Linked DNA regions of Anser cygnoides: region 2 is linked to region 1. A link is a contact called in public Hi-C data. All regions are on one chromosome and are shown on one strand. Each heading gives the region's core, a stretch centred on a gene start, on an enhancer-like site or on the middle of the called end of the contact. The rest is flanking DNA. Distances are from core to core; before and after follow the strand shown.

Region 1 (2,700 bases), core at 128-2,627:
AGGACAAACATTCTTGTTTTTTCTATTTCAGTTCAGGAACAGCAAAATTGCTCAGATATATCCTATCCATCCTGGGGGTCAGAACTTTCTGACAAAATTAAATGAGGGCGATAGCTAGGCTCCGGAACAACAGCTTTAGGGTTGGCTTACACAGGACAGTGTAGTAACATGTATGAGCACTGAATTAACTTGGATTTACCTATCCTTATTAGCATGAAATTTTCCTAGACTAATACAATCGTGTTTCTGACACCCAGAAAGTTAGTGTGGGTATCTGACCAATCATAACTGCATCAGCATGGACACAGCCTTGGATGTTATGCTGCACAAACAGGATGATTCACCAATTTCAGTGATCAGTGGACACTCTGCATAGGAAAATCAGGCACAAACTACAAGGGAAGGGAAAATAAATCTATTAAGAACTAGTTCTGTGCACCTGCGGAATTGCCACGATTTCAAGTAAGGTAAGCTGCAAACAGCAGCTTTATCTGTCTAGACTAAAGGTTTAGACTGGCTTGCAATCAACAGCTTCAAATAAGGCAAATCTCCAGGACAGGAAGATGAAAAACGAAGGAGGAAAAAATCAGTACAAGAAAATTCCTTTAAAGATATGGCATATCTTCACAGAACCCCAGCACGGCTGAGGCTGTCAGGTCCCTCTGGAGGCCCCCTGCCCCAGCCCCCTGCCCCAGCAGGGCCACCCAGAGCAGGGTGCCCAGCACCACGTCCAGGCGGCTTCTGAAGGTCTCCATGAGGAGACCCCACGGCCTCTCTGGGCAGCCTGTGCCAGTGCTCGGCCACCCGCACAGCACACAAGTGCGGCCCGGTGCTCAGAGCTGTGCCCGCTGCCTCTTGTCCTGCCACTGGGCACCACTGCAAGGAGCCTGGCTCCATCCTCATTGCACCTTCCCCTTGGATATTTACAGACATTACAGATCCCCCAGAGCCTCCTCTTCTCCAGGCTGAGGAGCTCTCAGCCTCTCCTCACAGAAGAGGTGATCCAGGATCATCTTCATGACTAATGGATTCTCTCTCCAGTGTGTCCACATCTCTCCTGTGCTGGGGAGCCCTAAAAGACACTTCCCAAATGACAGTACATCAGTCTGAAAGTTGTAGACTTCACTAAATCCCAAATAGTAAAGAGCGAAAACTTACTTGAGATTTACTCAGAGATATGAAGCTTTATTTTTGTTTGTTTTAAGGGGTCTATACTACTGTCAGACCCACCAAAAAAAAAAAACAAAAAACACAACAAACAACAAAAAAAACAGCACTGAAGTCACTAACCAATAAAAACTTTGATGCATACCAGAGACAGAATTATACATCTTTCTCACACGATTTATAGCTGCCTTCTAGAAAAGGCTTGAAAACTACTAAAATGGAAAGTTTATTAAATTGTTTACTTCTCAAATACATTCTGAAGCAAAAATAAACGCATTGCCAGCTGGTGTTCCTGCGCTCTCTGCAAAGAATCAGTGTTCGACACTTATCTCATAGGACCCAAAATTCTTCTTTCTGGCTGTTTTTCCCCTCTGTTGTCAGTTTTTTTCCTAACATTTCCTCTTTAAAAAAGCTAGATCAATAAATAAATTCTTGACATAGCTGTTTGCATAACATCATGAACATTGTGGGAGAACACAACACGATCCTTAACCTCCCCCTCACTGCCAAGGGCAGCTTGGGCTTGGAGCGATGCCACGACAGGGAACAAACCATGGCAGGGCACTGCCCCGCCGTGTCCCAGACCTGAAGCCCCAGGTGCCCATCCTCTTTGAAAGGAAAAATACCCTTACCCTTTAAAAGCTGTATCTTTTGAAACTTGAAAGAAGTGAGGGAAATAGGGGAAAGAAGGCATATGCCAGACTCCTCTTTTCTATCCAGAAGGAAGTAACTTGATAAATGATTGCTAAAACCAACATTTTAATGAAACCAAAGACAGAATATCAACTTTCAAACTACTCCTTTGCCTGAAATTCTAACAGCACAAAAATTGCCAACCTATGCTGGGGAAAAATAACAGCAAGGATATGTTAGACTTGTTCTGACTTACCAGTAAGTTATTTATAACACCCTTCAAAATTTTGGAAGGTTATATTATGGAGTCCAAGTTGTATTGTCTATTGTTTTACAGCCAGGTGCAGGAAACTAAAGCAGAGCCAGCATGCTTGCTGGAAAAAACAAAACAAGGCAAAAAAAAAACAAAAAACCCTCTGGATTGCAGAAGTTGCTTTTTTTGCATTCTTAAGTCAGTGCTATGCGCTTGGGTACTTTTCTCACATAGTTTAGCAAATGTAGGTATCCCGTGAACTAACCATAAGTGGAGACACCCCATCATTTTTCTTAGGCGTATTCTATAAATGCCAGAGACCATCTTTGAAGAGAAACTCCAAATTTACCTTCAAATTGTTTTGTCTTGCTAGCTGAGTTCATGTTGAAGATGGATATAATTTAAAGCAGTTTCGCTGTTTGACTAAGGATTGGGCAAGTCAAGTTTTCTGCAGTAGTCTCGTCTCTGCACTTCAAACCAGAGACAAGAAGTCTTCTTGCTTTTCTGAACAGAAAAATAATAGAAAATGATTTGGTCTGTTCTTTATTCTTCCTCAGTTCTTGCAGAACAGAACTAAAGTCACCCATTAAAGACTTGTCTCATCTACTAGACAGAGCATTCCCCGTGTCCTAAAGAGATAAAGAAAC
Region 2 (2,700 bases), core at 116-2,615, 110 kb after region 1:
AAAGCTAGTGACAGAAAAGACCGATGTCAAAAGGGCTGATAAATCCAGCTCTTTCACAAGAAGCTGACATAGTAAATAGCATAAAAAAAAAGAAAACCACGTTCACCTAGCACGTTGTCTTCCTGCTAAAGACTAAAGCTGCAAAAAGGAGAACTTTGAGCATTTTCTGACAAAGTTCCTACCCAAGAAAAAGAAAGCAAAAGAAAACCCATAACATTTTTATCTCCTATCCTATTAAATCTTCCATAGATTTCAGCACGGCCAGAATTTTACCTCAAAAACACCCAAGAGCTAAAGAAACTAAAGAACATTTGATCTTTACCTCTGGTTAGCTTTAGTGAGCTTTATATTCGAATTTGTAAACGCACAGTAGAAAACATTCTCAGCTGCCCCTCAGCCTTACCATCAGGGCTGAGAGCACTGTCCATCCCTGAAGTTATTTATAACTCTGCTAAGCTTTAAACATTGATCTGAATTTTTTCATGCTGAGTCATGCTGCCTTAAGTCTTAATTGTTAAAGTATTTTAATTTCAGCCAGCTGGCTCATGAAGGAGGACAAAGAAAAATATCTCATTTGGCTCTTGTTAAAAAGAAAGACTTTTTAAAGGAAAGCTTTCAAAGACTGATGCTTCCAAGAAAGGGTCCGGGGTAGTTTTTGGATAAGGAAAACACCTTTTGTGTAATCCTCAGGATAATTTCCGAATTTGGCTAGCACATCTTTGAAAAGATACAGGTTGCTCATATTCTTTAAAATGTAAGCAAGAGTCTCGCAGCTGTGGTCTCAAGAGGGCCCGGTGTGACAGAGCATCCCTTCCTCCCTGCACCAGGAGGAAGTGCCAGAGGAGGAACAGGCACCACCACCGAGGGCAAAGCGGTCACAGAAAGAAAGCAGAAATCCCAACTGTGGCTTCCTCCTGCAGTCGTCAGAACAAACTCTCCTCAGAGCATGTAATTTTGCACATATACACAGTGGGGCTTATCAAAGAAAGAAGAGGGGATAAGAGGAGAGGAGGAGTGTTTCTGACGCTGGAGTTCCAAATCCTGGTTAAACAATAATCCCAGATTTGTTAAGCGTGGGAAGAGTGCCATACACTTTATCAGGGTGCTACACTTTAGTGAGCGTCTATCAAGAGTGATCACATTGTGCTTTGCAGTTTTTCTTAGGGTTCACAGCATATGAGAAACACTACATACGTGCCAACTGCTGCAACAGTAGAGGCACAGGCACTGGCTCACCATGCAGAGGACTAGAGAAGGACGGCAAGGAGAGAGCAGTAAGCTCACCCATCTTCAACACTCACTCCTCTGCCTCTCTAGTAGGTTCACATCTAGACTTGATGCGCACGAAAAAGCAAACTACTATCATGTTCCCTGTAACAGAAAACACAAAGCAGGATGAAGGTAAACAGCAAATGGAACAGGAGCTAGAACAGTGCCATAAAGCTGACCGTGTGAAAGCCACGCGGTTTCTTTTTAATATTTTGTGTATCATACCCATTTTCACCAAAAACACGAAGCAAAGAAGGCTACATCCCCATTATGACAACTTACTGCATCAGCACAGGTAAATATTAATGCCATCAGGAAACGCTTAAATAAAAATATTCAGTATTGAAAGTGAAAAAATTGAACATTTGACATTGAAAAAGGAGCGGTTTAAGCATGTGGTATATCATAATGTAAAGCATAGCTAAAGAACAAGGAATAATAAAGAAAACTTGATTAATGAAATTCTCTGAAAGATAATTAAGATGGTCTTAAATTAGGTATTTCCTGACAAACCAGGCATTTTCATCTGAACTGTCTAGGGATACTATGAAGACAAATTCTTTCCATTTATTGTGAAATTAAAGAACAAAATCTGTATTTTTCCCAAGCTCATTAAACATGATCTTGAAACAACTGTTCAACCTTCAGAGAAAAATTCTACATAAAAAATTTCCTGCAATTCTTTTCTTACTTTCAAAGTAATTTTTCTACTGATTTTAGGTAAAAACTAACTACAAACACTAGAAAAAAAGCCAAGAAAGCAACATGATGCAGCATAAAAGTCCTGCACAAAATAATTAAACTGCATACAACTGTCAAAACATCCAATCATCCAAAACATGAGAAATTTTCTCCTATCAAGTAGCTACAAAATAAGATCGTTATGAATTTCCCTGATCTTTTCTGGCTCCATAAAATTTGAAATAATTATTCTAAACTTCAAAATAGCTCATTTTTGTGAGAGCACTTTCACTTTCCGGATGGCAGTCATGTGGTCATCGTTCCTTCGAGTTGTTTTTCGTTTCTAAACATATGCTTTGATCCTCTTGGTCTTGCTGGTAGAGCAGCCGCCTCACACGCACAGTCGCTCTTTGAAGCCTCCCGGCAGTGCCAAGAAAGAAGCAGGCTGTAGCAGTAGGCTCCGTATTCTCCGGTTATGCAACAGATTACATCATGATCAACAAAACTGGATGACTCCAGCAGGGAGCAGAAACGAAGAATTCGAGAGCAAGTTTTGCTTTACGTTTTTGAGGGAAGGATTGCTGTTTGGTCAGTTTGAAAGGAGGCAAACATCACCTGGAAGTAAGAGCCGCTCACATCAGAGATTATTCTTCAGTGAAAAGCCCTGTAATAAATATTTTTGTCACATTTATCATTCAGTTCTGTTTCTTCCTTAAAAATTTTCCCATTCGCTGTGTAACTGGCAAGAAA

The links. Hi-C and Micro-C count contacts between places; a contact is called where the count stands out from the background.
Region 2: a Hi-C map of liver shows a contact between it and region 1, with 4 times the contacts expected there. The contact joins two enhancer-like sites. A contact is called at or near these places in 2 of 7 Hi-C or Micro-C datasets (both in liver).

Annotation. Positions count from the first base shown.
Region 1 is chr2:107,396,559-107,399,258 of Taihu_goose_T2T_genome, forward strand. The region is part of intron 3 of LDLRAD4 (low density lipoprotein receptor class A domain containing 4); the gene reads right to left. LOC136790163 (a long non-coding RNA gene) reads right to left here. Exons shown (of 2, transcript XR_010829602.1): 1 at 1-2,700. Among named protein-coding and RNA genes, the nearest start is that of LDLRAD4, 120 kb to the right of the region's middle. Within about 2 kb of position 1,378, at least 2 of the 3 cell types and tissues checked have open chromatin away from gene starts, as enhancers often do. A contact at or near this core is called in liver, where this site is marked.
Region 2 is chr2:107,508,861-107,511,560 of Taihu_goose_T2T_genome, forward strand. The region is part of intron 1 of LDLRAD4 (low density lipoprotein receptor class A domain containing 4); the gene reads right to left. Among named protein-coding and RNA genes, the nearest start is that of LDLRAD4, 10 kb to the right of the region's middle. Within about 2 kb of position 1,366, at least 2 of the 3 cell types and tissues checked have open chromatin away from gene starts, as enhancers often do. A contact at or near this core is called in liver, where this site is marked.